Regions from separate parts of the Mus musculus genome. Here region 1 is linked to region 2. The links are chromatin contacts, called in public promoter capture Hi-C maps. All regions are on one chromosome and are shown on one strand. Each heading gives the region's core, a stretch centred on a gene start, on an enhancer-like site or on the middle of the called end of the contact. The rest is flanking DNA. Distances are from core to core; before and after follow the strand shown. Region 1 holds the start of Cep97 (centrosomal protein 97). Region 2 holds the start of Atp6v1a (ATPase, H+ transporting, lysosomal V1 subunit A).

Region 1 (5,682 bases), core at 508-3,007, about 12 Mb before region 2:
TCTCTCTCTCTCTCTCTCTCTCTCTCTCTCTCTCCATGAATGAGGTAGCACACATGTGGAACTCAGAACACAATTCACAATTTTCAGGAGTGGGTGATCATCTTCTACTGTGTGGGTTATGGGACTTGAACTCAGATCATCAGTCTTGGCAGCAAACTCCCCTACTGGCTAAGCTGTCTCTTCATCCTCTCCAATTGTTTTAATTTATGCACTGGCTGCTCTTCCAGAGGTCCTGAGTTCATTTCCCAGCAACCACATGGTGGCTCACAACCATCTGTAATGGGATCTGATGCCCTCTTCCGGTGTGTCTGATGTGTGTGTGTGTGTGTGTGTCTGATGTGTGTGTGTACATGTGTACTTGTTTTGTTTTTAGACAGAATCTCTCTGTTGCATAGCTCAGGCTATGATTAAACTCACTATGTAGACCAAGGTGGCCTTGAACTCACAGACATCCTCCTGCTTGCCTCTTCCAATATCTAACAATATATAGTCTTCCTCCCAACTGATGGGATTAAAATTTGGGCCACCACGACAGGCTTGCTTTGTTTTCAGACATATAAAGTTGTAAGACTGTTCTCCAAGTAAGGTGTCTACTGGTTAAAATGAAGGGGGGAATTCTTATTGTTTCTTCAGAAATAGAAAAGTATCTTTAGACTAAAGCAATGGGAAACAGAAAGGTCTTTAAGGGCAGTGATGCCAAAGGGAACCAGGAAAGAGGAAATGCTCTTAGAATTTTGAGCCTGAAAAGCTAGAAGCACCAAGTTACTGAATTTTCCTGAACAGGAATCCTCAGACTTCAGAGAGAGCCTTATAGCGAGTCATTCTATAGAGAAGCTAAAACCCTTTAAAATTAATTCAGACTTGTCAGAATGGGTAGCGGCCATAGAGACTTCTAGCAATGAGTTCTCAACATCAGTTTGTTTTAAACAATGTCCTTATAATGTGCCAGGTGGTAAAAGTGTTGAATTTCTCGAACACCAAGAGTAGCTTTTAGTACGTTGAGCAGTTGATGAAAGAAAGTGGAGCCCCCTTTGTACGATTGAGTTACCTTGTAAACCCTAGCTTAATTTTACTTCCCCTGTCAAGTTTTGTCCAAAGATTGTAATTTCTAGTTCCCGATTACCGAGTTCATAGTTAAATCAAAAAAAGATCAGCCTGTGCCCTCCCAACCAGGTAAAGTAAGTATTCCTGACTCTGGAAACTATTTTAAACTTTTTTGAATACTCTGGAAAAAGTTCTGGGTACATATGTATCAAATATACTCCTTGACCAAACTGTTCAATGTGTAAGAACCACCATTTAAAACAAAAATATCAGTTTCTGAGGCTTTAAATCTATTTAATTAGGTAAGATTGGGTAAATTGCAAATATAACGTATCCATTTGACTATGTCAAAATATTTCACTGTCATTCCTATAGAGAAGCTAAAACCTTTTAAACTTAATTCAGAATTGTCAAAATGGGTAGCTGCCATAGAGACTTCTGGCAATGAGTTCTCAAATTCAGTTTTAAACAACGTCTTTATAATGTGCCAGGTGGTAAAAGTGTCGAATTTCTCAAACACCTGGCCCTGGAGTGAAATGGTTTATCTAACAATACAGCTTGCTCACCAGATCAACTTTAGGTGTCAACCCGGGTCTTCTAAGCTTTACCTCCCACATTGTAGCCAGCAAGTCCCATCAGGGAGCCAATTGGGTCGAGTGAGTGCTGTGCATCCTGGGAGTTGTAGTTTGCAGCGCCCCACTGCTGACTACATGCTCTACAGAACGGCAGAAGACGGTTGCCTGGTGTCATTAGCAAGCGGCAAGTATGGCGGTGGCGCGAGTCGACGGGGCTCTGGCTCCGGGAGAAGGTACGATGATCCCTACCCCTAAATTCCAAAGTTTACTTCAGTATGTCATATTAAACAGTTGCTTGGTGTAAAGAGAAAGCCTGGGTTTAGAGGTGCAGTTTTGGACCAGTTCTTTTGATGAGGGGCTGTAAGCAACACGGAGGCGCACTTCCTACTGGGAGTTGTAGTCCCGCTGTCTGGTCCAGTCCCGCAACATTACTGTGAAGGCTGAATGAGGGACTTCAGTCCCCAGGAGCCTTCGCGGTGCCCGGCGCCCCTGTCCCGCGCTCTCCTTAGCCTGACTGGGGGCAGTGGGCTTCGGACTGCGGTGACCTTTCTGGGACGTTTACTTTGAGTTCCGAGTGCCCACAGGAAATTAGTGCAGCCTTTTTATTTCCCGTGCCTCTCCTTCTCGTCCGAGAACGTTCAGGAAGCATCTCATCTGAAACCGCATCACAGTCTGCTTGAACTCTTCTTTGGAAGTGACCAGTAGCCGTGGTAGAATCTGAGAATGACCCAGACACGCGTTGCTCCCCGATCATTCTGCAGGCCGGGTCCCGGGGTCGAGTTTGGTCTTTGTTTGGCAGAGCCCAGGTTGGGGGGTGCGCCTGTGCTTGGGAGATGCCTCCGTGGGGCGCCGACCTCAGAGCTTTTGTTTTGGTTACACTCTGAGGCGTGGTAGCAGCTGGCCCGATTGGGGCAGAGCAGGGTAGGTAGAGTTGAGGCTCATAACCCGGAGACCCTTGAGTTCCTACGGGAAGGAGTTCGGCTAAAACATGTGTCGACACTTAGGAATTGTGTGCGGACGCTAGGTGCGCTTTTCCAGGACAGTCTAGTTTTCATCTCGAAGAAGGGGCTCACGACGCCTCACGTGATAAGAAAACCGAAAAGCATTGAAACCCTCTAGGAGCGCAGAACCGAAAAATTACATCCCAAGGTAGCTCCAGTCTGATCGAAAAATTGAAATTGGCAGTTACTCAGGCCCCGCCCACTCTGATAGCTTCTTTTCTCAACCTTCCTAGCTCACCGAGAACAGCAGCAATAAGCACTTACAGAGCCATTCTCCCCGCCCCCAAAGAGCCAGATGATATTTTGGATGCCTTTCTCCCATTATCTCATGTTTTTATGTAGAACAATGTTTATATTATATTCTCACTCTTTTTCTTTTTTCTTTTCAAAGCCATGGTCTCATTATGTAGCTGTGACTGATCAAAAACTCAAAGAAATCCTCTTGCTTTTGCCTCTCCAGTGCTGGGATTAAAGGTGTGAGCTGTGCTGTGCACGTGGCTCATCCACTTTTTTTTTTTTTTTTTAAAAAAAACAACTTTATAGTTTTTAAAAAAGATTTATTTATTTATATGAGTACACTGTAGCTGCCTTCAGACACACCATAAGAGGTCATCAGATGGTTGTTAGCCACCATGTGGTTGCTGGGAATTGAACTCAGGACCCCTAGAAGAGCAGTCAGTGCTCTTAACCACTCTGAGCCATCTCTCCAGCCTTTTTTTTTTTTAAGATTTATTTACTTTATGTATGTGAGTACACTGTCACTGTCTTCAGACACACCAGAAGAGGGCATCAGATCCTCATTACAGATGGTTGTGAACCACCAAGTGGTTGCTGGGAATTGAACTCAGAACCTGGACGAGCAGCCAGTGCTCTTAACGGCTGAGCCATCTCTCCAGCCCATTGTTTTTCAAGACAGGATTTCTCTGTGTAGCCCTGGCTGTCCTGGAACTGGTTCAGAAAACTAATCTGGCCTTGAACTCAAGGAGATGCCTTTGCCACGGAGTGCTGGGATTAAAGGCCACCACTGCCTAGCTGTTTTGTTTTGTTTTGTTTTTTCAAGACAGGGGGGTCTCAGTATGTAGCTCTGGTTGTCCCAGAACTCACTAGATAGACGGAGCTGACCTTGAAAGTGAAGAGAGGTTGGCACTTTAAAAATCGCCTGGCTGTCATCTATGTCTTGTAGAATAGAAAAGTTAACTCAAAGAAGAAATGGAGAGGGGAGAGGCTAAGAGAGTGACTCTTGGAGGAAAGACATGGGAGGACACAGCGAGGAGTCAGCCAGCCTCTAGGAGAGGGGTCTCAGTTATCAAACCTGCCAACACCTTAGTTTTGGGTGTTTCAGACTTTGAAAAATAAATGATAAAAAGAGAAGGAAACTTGTCTGAAGTGATTAAAAGGGTGGGGGGCTACAGTCTGGATTTGTGATTAGCTGGGGTTGGGGGTGGGAGTGTGGGGGGTAGGGGCTACAGTCTGACTTTGTGCTACAAGTGCTTTATTTAGTGCTGCCTGCAACCTTGTGAAATTAGAAAATCATTGCATTCCATCGATTAATTATCTACACTGTGATTTTCAAAATGACTTCGAAGTCGCTGGGAGAGAGTAGTTGGCACAGTGCTTGCTGTATGTGACAAGCATGAGGGCCCCGAGTTCCATCCTCAAAACCCAAGTAAAAGGTGGAGCTTGGTGGCAGGAGCTTGTGGTCTCAAGTGCCGGGAAAGTGACATGGGCGGAGTCTTAGTGCTTGTTGGCCAAGTAGCTTACTCTGCTTGATGAGCTCCAGGCCAGTGAGAGATCCTGCCTTGAAAAACAAAGTGAGGGCTGTAGAAATGGCTCAGTGGGTAAGAACACTCGAAGTGACAGTGTGCAGACTGGAGTTCAAATCCCCAGCATCCATGGGCAAAGCCCCAGCACCTAGTGCATACATGGAAAAGCTCAGCACCTAGTGCTATGGAGGTTGCTGACTTCCAATCCAGCGCTAGGCTTTAAGGCCCACTGAGAGAGTGGGTCAAGAGAATAAAGAGTAACAGAACGGGACACCCAGCATTCTCCTCTGGCTTCCCTGGGCATGCATGATAGACACTGCCCACCACTCCCGTGCACACGACTTTGGGCTCTTGAAGATGTACTTGAAGTTAGGTTATAAACATTTTGATCTCTATATAAAAAAGTAAGTTTTAGGGTCTGATGTGATGATAGCTATAATTCCAGTATTTGGGAGTTGGGGGAAAGAAGATCAGGAGTTCAAATTTAGCCTTGGATACATAGTTTATGCCAGCCTAGCCAGCATCAGACCCTGTCTGAAAACAACAGCAAAAGATAAAACAAAACACAAAAACCCCAAACAACAATAACAAAAACCAATCTAAGACAAAGAAAAAAATTGAAAGATTGAAAAAAGGGGGAAATTAGCCAGGAGGTGATGGCACCCTCCTTTTGTTATGCCCAGTTCTTGGCAGAGATCACAGATGTAAACACACAGTCTTATCATCAGGATGCTACCTTCCCTGCTCCGCAGGTTAGGAATGCAACACTGGAGTCTAGAGGATTGGGGTATATATATGGGAAAAGGGTAGGCTGGGGCTTTCAAGCATGGCCTTACCTGATTGGGTGTGAGGTAAAGGAATGCTAGCATTCGAAACTGAGAACATTTGTTTTGACAGCAAGGAGGGACCATACAACTGGAAAAGGACCTTTTTGGTCTGGGAAGAACGGACTCATTTGGTTATTTTTCTAAGCTGGCCCCAGCTGTCTGGGACCACCTGGTTGTCTCTTTCCCATAGCTTAACACTTCAAGGACATTAAATTTCTGCCCCCTTCAAAGACAGGAGACATCTGCAGGCGTCAGGGCTCACTGGAAAGGAATCTTCTCTTTAATCTCAGCACTAGGGAGATGGGCAAGAGGATCTCTGAGTTTGAGGCCAGCTTGGTCCAAAGAGCAAGTTCCAGGACAACCAGGGAAACACTGAGAAACCCCGTCTCAGAAAATTAAAATAAAACTCAGAAAAAAAAAAAAACCAGAAAAACAAAACCCCAAACCCCTCAAAAGAAACTTCAGTCCTGTT
Region 2 (6,471 bases), core at 1,497-3,996:
AGCCCTCAACCCTAAAAAAATAAAACAATTTACTTAAGGAGTCTTAATTTTGAGCCTAACTACTGGCCTAAAATATGGATTCAACAATTCCAAGTTTGCCCAGTAACGCATTTCTAGGCATCTGCCTCCATCGTGTTACACTTAAATATCTATTTAAATACAAAGAGCCAGCTGGTGCTGGTGGCTCAAGCCCGTAATACTAGCAACTCAAAGGGCTGAGGGAGGCAAGAAGATTGTTGCCAAGTTCAGCGTCAGCCTGAGCAACTTAGTGAGACTCTACCTCAAAATAAAGTGCTGGGGACGTAGCTCAGTGGCAGAGTACTTGCAGAGCACCGAATACTTTGCTTCAATTCCAAGAACTCCAGTTAGTTAATAAAGTAGAATTGCTTCAAGAGTATACTAGATAAAAGTTCCAATAGACTGCCAACAGCACCACGGTGTGGTTCCATTTCTATTGTCAAGTATCAGAAAGACTAATCCTACACTTGAAATTGAACTAGACCCAATATTTTTAACCTAAACATCCAGAATAATTTCTTAGTCTTGTTATCTTCATTGCTTTTACTATAACAGAACATGACAAGTATGTTCTGAGTGTGTAGCAATGAGTAGAAAAAAATGACAGCATCAAAGTCGTACTCTACTAGAAAAATAAAACTTCCTAAAAATAACTGGATCATATTTTTAAAAATTACCAAGCATCCTGGATCATGGCTCAGGTGGAGCAAACATCCCCCCAAAAATGCCAAAAATAAAACCCAAAAAACACCGAATGAAAAACTAACATTTAAAGCAAACCAGAGTTTAGAAAAAATGTTTTCTATTTAGATTTAAAATCAAAACTTTCTCAGAATCATTTCAGAGGTATGGGACCTTCATTTTACACAGAACAAGCTTGTTTGGAGAAACGACTTACTTCGCTCTCCATAAAACGATGTTGAATAAACAACTAACTGAAACTGTAGTTATAATTTTCAGCTGACTTAGAAAGAAAAGACCGTTTAATATGTTTAAGCTTTCTTTTTTTTTCTTCTAATGACTGTAAGTAAAGGCAACCTCCAAAACTCGCGACGCTAAATACTGTAACAGTATATAAATCAATGGAAAGGAAATACTTCCTATCAAACGGGAACAGTTAAACCAAAATAACTTCTAATGTTACGGAAGATTTGCAAGATTAAACCTCAACTTTGCTAACGAAGAGCAAAAGCAGCAGCTCTCCTCCTTGCACTGGAGGGGGGGGGCAACACACACACACACACACACACACACACCACTGAAGCAATAGCTCCACCTACTGATCCATGGCTACTTCCTTAAACATTTTGGCACCCCAAAGTCTACACCGCTCCAGTTTATTCCCCCTCCCCTCCCGACCGCCCGCCTTCCTCCACTCGCTCTGACCCAACCCAAGTCCGTTGAGTCACTAGCTCCTAGCACTCATCCCCCGTGCTCTTTATTCCAATTCCTTTTCCCTCCAGAAGGTTCTGCACGGCCCACAAGTCTTAAGAAAACCCGCAACGTGTCAAAGCCCGCGGCCACAGCGCCGTTCCCGGATCTGGAGGAGCACCTTCAGGTGGCTCGGTGGTGCGCTCCCGGGAAGAGGCCCCCGGGCGCCTCATTCCTCCTCCCCGTGATCTCAGGCGGTGCACACACGTGAAACCGTGGACTCGCGCCCTTGCCTCCGTCGGCCCTTCAGCCCGCCAACAGCCGGCCTAGCCTCCGCCCCCCTCCGGGAGCCGCGGGACCGGGGAAGCCCGGCCATGACCCTCCGCCCGGGCTTCGCGCGCGTCTCTTCCCCGCAGCGCTCTCCCTGTCCATCGACCCACGCCCCTCTCCTGGGCCCCGGCCGCCGGGGTCCCCCCCACACCCCCGCCAGCTGCCCTTCCTCACCCTTTCATCTTCCCCGTCTGCTGAGGCCGTCGTTACAGCCGCCGCCAACGCCGTCGTCCTCGTCGCCCGGAGCTCTCCGCCCGCGCCCTGAGCTCAGACCACTCAACCCCACACGCCGGTCTTTTGGCTGAGAAGCCAAGCCAGGCCCTGAGGCTCCGGGAGACGCGGGGAAATCTGCCGCCGCGCTGCCGCCGCCGCCGCTCCTCCACACGTGCACTCGGGACACTCGGCTCCCGCCCGCAGCTGCCGCCAGCCAGACCCGCCGCCGCGCTGTGACCTTTCACCCCGCCCCTCAACGCGCCGGCGCGGCCGCCGCGTCGCGCGCAGGCGCAGTGCTCCGCGCCGCCAGGATTCCCCGCCCCCCGCTCTCCAGGGGCCGGGCCTACGGCCCGCTAGCTCCTCCCACCCTTTGCGACACTCTCTAGGGGATCTGGCTTGGTAGGCTCCGGCGGCAAAATCCGGATCTTTCCACCCTTCTCTCGCTTTCAAGCCAGCAGGATCAGCCTTTCCCGCCCCCCACCCCGATTCCTTTCTAGCCCTCCAGTGACCTTCAAACCCTCTGGCCGACTAATAGGGTTTTGTAAAACGGATTCTTCTCAATGTAAGAAAGCCCATGGGAACTTGCAGTAAATGTGTTTTAAATTCAAAAGGTAGTGATGGGTCCGGATAACTTGGCGATCCTCCAGCAGGCAAACCTCACAGGGTTTTTTTTTTTTTAAATCACGTGATAGGCTTAACGTCTTCCAGCCCAGGATTTTACTGGGGCCTTAGAGGCGGGACTCATGGCCATTTCCGGTCCCTAGAGCGTGACTTAGCGTCACTTCCTTAGCAATGCACTTTAACCCTTGCCATCCTCGTCTTCTGTACTGTAGTTTCTGTAACCCCCGTCATTGTAAAAAAAAAAAGAAAAAGAAAAGAAAAAGAAACTAACGCTTTTCTGAAGTCGCGGAACCATTCACATCCAAGGCGGTCCGCAAAGATTTAAGCCTGCGAGACGCGGCGTGACGGGCGAGGGGAAGCGGGGTGGGGCTTGAGGACACATGACTAGCTAGGACTGGCCCGCCTCCTGCAGCTGAAGACTTCCCCTCTCTCAGTGACAGAGCCTCTGGGTCCCGTCTAGGTACACTTTCTGCATTTCGAGCCCGGGCAGGTGAGGTGCGACAGGTAACTCGTGGCTGGTGGGGACGATTGACAGGGTGAGAGCAGATAGGGTGTGTGAATCGCGGCCTGCGGATGCTTGGGGCTCCCTTTCCGTTGTCCTCCTGCACGGGCGAGGAGCTCATTTCTGCTAGACCCCTGGCCCTTCACCATCACCGTGGTCCATTGACTAGGGATTATGATGCCCACCTTTTCCCTGGGTTGAGAGCGAGTACGGCCATTATGGTTCCCTATTTGGAGCCTTTGGGGCTGATTCAGGTGGTAGGATTGTGTTAGCTATTTCTTGGGGGTCTGCAACAACCGACGGATCCCATTCCCCTAAACTCCTTCCTTGGGAAAGGCCATGGCCCGGGTGATCCGGATGGTAGGAAAACCCCGGGAGGCAGAGGCGTCTCCGGTGAGACAGGCTTGGGAGGGGATGTCACTGAGATGGCCCTCACTGCAGAGTCACACTGAAGGGCTTTCCCCACAAATGTGCGTTCTCAGTGATCCTAAGGGTTTGCCGACATCCTTGCAGAGGTTCAGGGAGTCTTCAGATGAGACTGGAAGGGTAAGAGCGGGCCTTACACCTTTTTTTTCGGAGAGAAGGTGGTTGTACTCTCCTCAGAACAGGGTGTTGGTAATGCGACAGTCTCGGTTGGTTGGGAAGGTGATGAAAGGTGGTGTTGCCTTGTTGGGCTGGAGACCCAGACTAGCTTATGGGAAAGTGACGAGGTTTTCCCGAAGGGGAAGTAATTTTACGGAAACTGATCAGGCTGAAAACATCATTAATCCAAATCCATGTGTGTATAGTTTAAAGACTAGAAGATCGAGTCTAGACATTACTGACTTCATGTTTTCTGCCTGTGGGTCATTCCTTTTTGACATTTCTTTTAAGTCCTACATAATTGCCCTTCCCAGTCAGTTTAAAATTTGTGAAGTAATGCTTGTGCTCTTAATTCGCTTTTGCATTTGTTAAAAAATTCAAGTGACCCTTCTCAGACTTGAGAGTGCATAATATTTTGTGAAAATACAGAAATGGTTTTGCCTAGGGTTACCCAACCCTTTGTACTCCATTTTATGTGCACCGTAGTAGCCAATGTTTAAACCTCAAACAATGTACTTGACTGAAGGAATGTTCTTCAGTTTGGGGCTAAACTCTTTTATTTGTGCTACAAACTTAGAACGTTCCTTGTTTTGAAGCCGAAGGCCTTACAAAATCACAGATTTGACTTTTATAACCCAAATGATACATTTTCTTAGGGGAAATAAGATTTTCAGTTAAATCTTAGTTCTCTGCAATGTAATTGAGGAATCTGTTTTAAACTCTGCTGGGGGCTCGGGGATATGGTTCTTGCTTCCATGTAAGCTTGGTGTACTGGGTCCAACCCTCATACTAGAAAGAAAAAAAAATAGGAAAAAGATGGAATGATTATCTTACATTGATTGGTGCTCCCCCCCCCCCCTTTCCAGATTTTCTTATTTTTGAGAGCTAAAAGCTAAAACCTTAAACTCATAACGATTTAACAAGATAAAAAGACTGGCCTAAGCCAGTCGTAGTGGTGCATGCCTTTAATCCCAGCACTCGGGAGGCAGAGGCAGGCGGATTTCTGAGTTCGAGGCCAGCCTGGTCTACAAAGTGAGTTTCTGGACAGCCAGAGCTATATAGAGAAACCCTGTCTCAAAAAACCAAAACAAACAAACAAACAAAAAACAAAAAAGAAAGACTGGCCTATTTGATACTTTTTACTACAATATTGCCCAAGTGATTTTGCATTGCCCACATTACCGTTTGTGCTTGTGATCCAGACTAGACAATAGGAATTGATCTGTTTATATAACAAGCATAAATATAGATTCTTAAAGAGTTCATTCTTTTCATTGCTAATCATTATTCTGTGGTATGGATGGCACCACAGTTGGTTGAACCATTCACTTGTTGACACAAACCTTTTTGTTTGTGTCTGTGTTCCTGCACTTAGAGGCCAGAGGTGCCTTCCTCTGTTGCTCTCCTCACCTCAACCCCCCTTCTTTTGAGGTAGGTTCTCTCACTGAACCTGGACTCACTGATTCTGGGAGCCTAGCTGTCCATTAAACCCCAGGGATCCTTCTGTCTTTTGCCCTGAGCACCCAGGTTAAAGGGACAGTACTACACTTCTACAGAGCACTGGGTAGCTGAACTCAGATTTTCATACTTGCGAAACATGCAGTTTCACGACTGAGTCATCTCCTCAGCTTGAAATATAATTTTATCCATCGTTTTTCTCTAAAGTGAGGTTCTCTGATCTCTCCGGAGAGAAAAAAATTTGGCTCTGCTTTCACGCCCATGTGACATTCCACCAAATAAACAGAATTCCTAAGTGTTTTAAAAGTCCAGACCAGTTCTGTGCAGGTGCGCCAAACTGGGCTAGAGGAAACCAGTTTGAAAGCACTGAGAATTTGTGGAGGAGAAAGAAGTTCATAAGAAAGAGGCTCAATGAGTCTGCAGTTTTACTTCACAGTTAATTGCTCCATTTTAGGGAACTCAGTAACTTAAACTTCTAATGAATCGGGAAGATCAGTAGCAGGAATTAGTGACCAAACAGCTAAAGAGATTAACTATTAAAGAAGAATTTGTCAATCTATACACACAGATGGTTTGAGCACTGGAGGGGTTTCTGATACTATATTAGTTAATGAGATTTCTGTGTGGTTGTAGGTATGATGGCTCACTCCTTTAATCTCCCCACTGGGTCTGGCAGAGCTCTTTTAGTTGAAGGTCAACCTGGTCTACAAAGTGGGTTCTAGGTCAGCCAGGGCTACACAGTGAGACCTTGTTTCATAGGGGAGGGGGAATATGGAGATGGGGAGAGACAGACAGACAGGGAGGGAGGGACAAAAGCGAGAATTTAAGAGTTGGGCTCCCAACACCCTTTATGTCTTACTCTGCGGTCTCCCTTAGTTGCACTCTCTCAGGGTATCATCATCCGTGAAAATGTATCCTTCCCCTTTGGTAGCCAATCAGTCCTTCAGGCTACTACCCGATATTTTGTATTTCTTTATTTATACATATACCCTATGTTTGGTAGCTCGGGTATTCCTTAGTAAACCTCCCTGCAGTTAAAGAACCACCTGTCTCTATTGGGTCTTCTGCACAAGGATGCTGAAGTGGATGGAAGAGGCCATGTTCAAGCAAACAAAATTCTGAGGTCCCTGATGGGTTTATTGAACAAGCATTGAATGACTAACAAGGGAATTAAACCACTTTAATTCTTACAAATTATGTTCCTTAAAGGCTGTGTACTAAGTATTAACTTTTTAGTCCAATTTTCCGAATACTAAATAGAATAGAACCTTGTATGGACTTTATTTGTACAGTGACCAACTTGTTTCCACAGTGTGTTGTGTTTATTGATAATGGTAAGGCCTGTGGTTCAGCCCTAAAGTGAGAGGATCTTCATT

The links. Promoter capture Hi-C pulls out the DNA fragments that hold promoters and counts their contacts.
Region 1: a promoter capture Hi-C map of second pharyngeal arch cranial neural crest shows a contact between it and region 2. The contact joins the promoter of Cep97 here to the promoter of Atp6v1a in region 2. A contact is called at or near these places in 1 of 39 promoter capture datasets (second pharyngeal arch cranial neural crest) and 1 of 484 Hi-C or Micro-C datasets (B cells).

What each region holds. Positions count from the first base shown.
Region 1 is chr16:55,930,923-55,936,604 of GRCm38.p6, reverse strand. Cep97 (centrosomal protein 97) reads left to right here and starts at 1,757. Exons shown (of 11, transcript NM_028815.4): 1 at 1,757-1,852. The coding sequence starts at 1,810.
Region 2 is chr16:44,135,534-44,142,004 of GRCm38.p6, reverse strand. Atp6v1a (ATPase, H+ transporting, lysosomal V1 subunit A) reads left to right here and starts at 2,746. Exons shown (of 15, transcript NM_007508.6): 1 at 2,746-3,043. It overlaps Naa50 (N(alpha)-acetyltransferase 50, NatE catalytic subunit), which reads right to left and starts at 2,214. Exons shown (of 5, transcript NM_001347239.1): 1 at 1,894-2,214. The coding sequence starts at 1,901.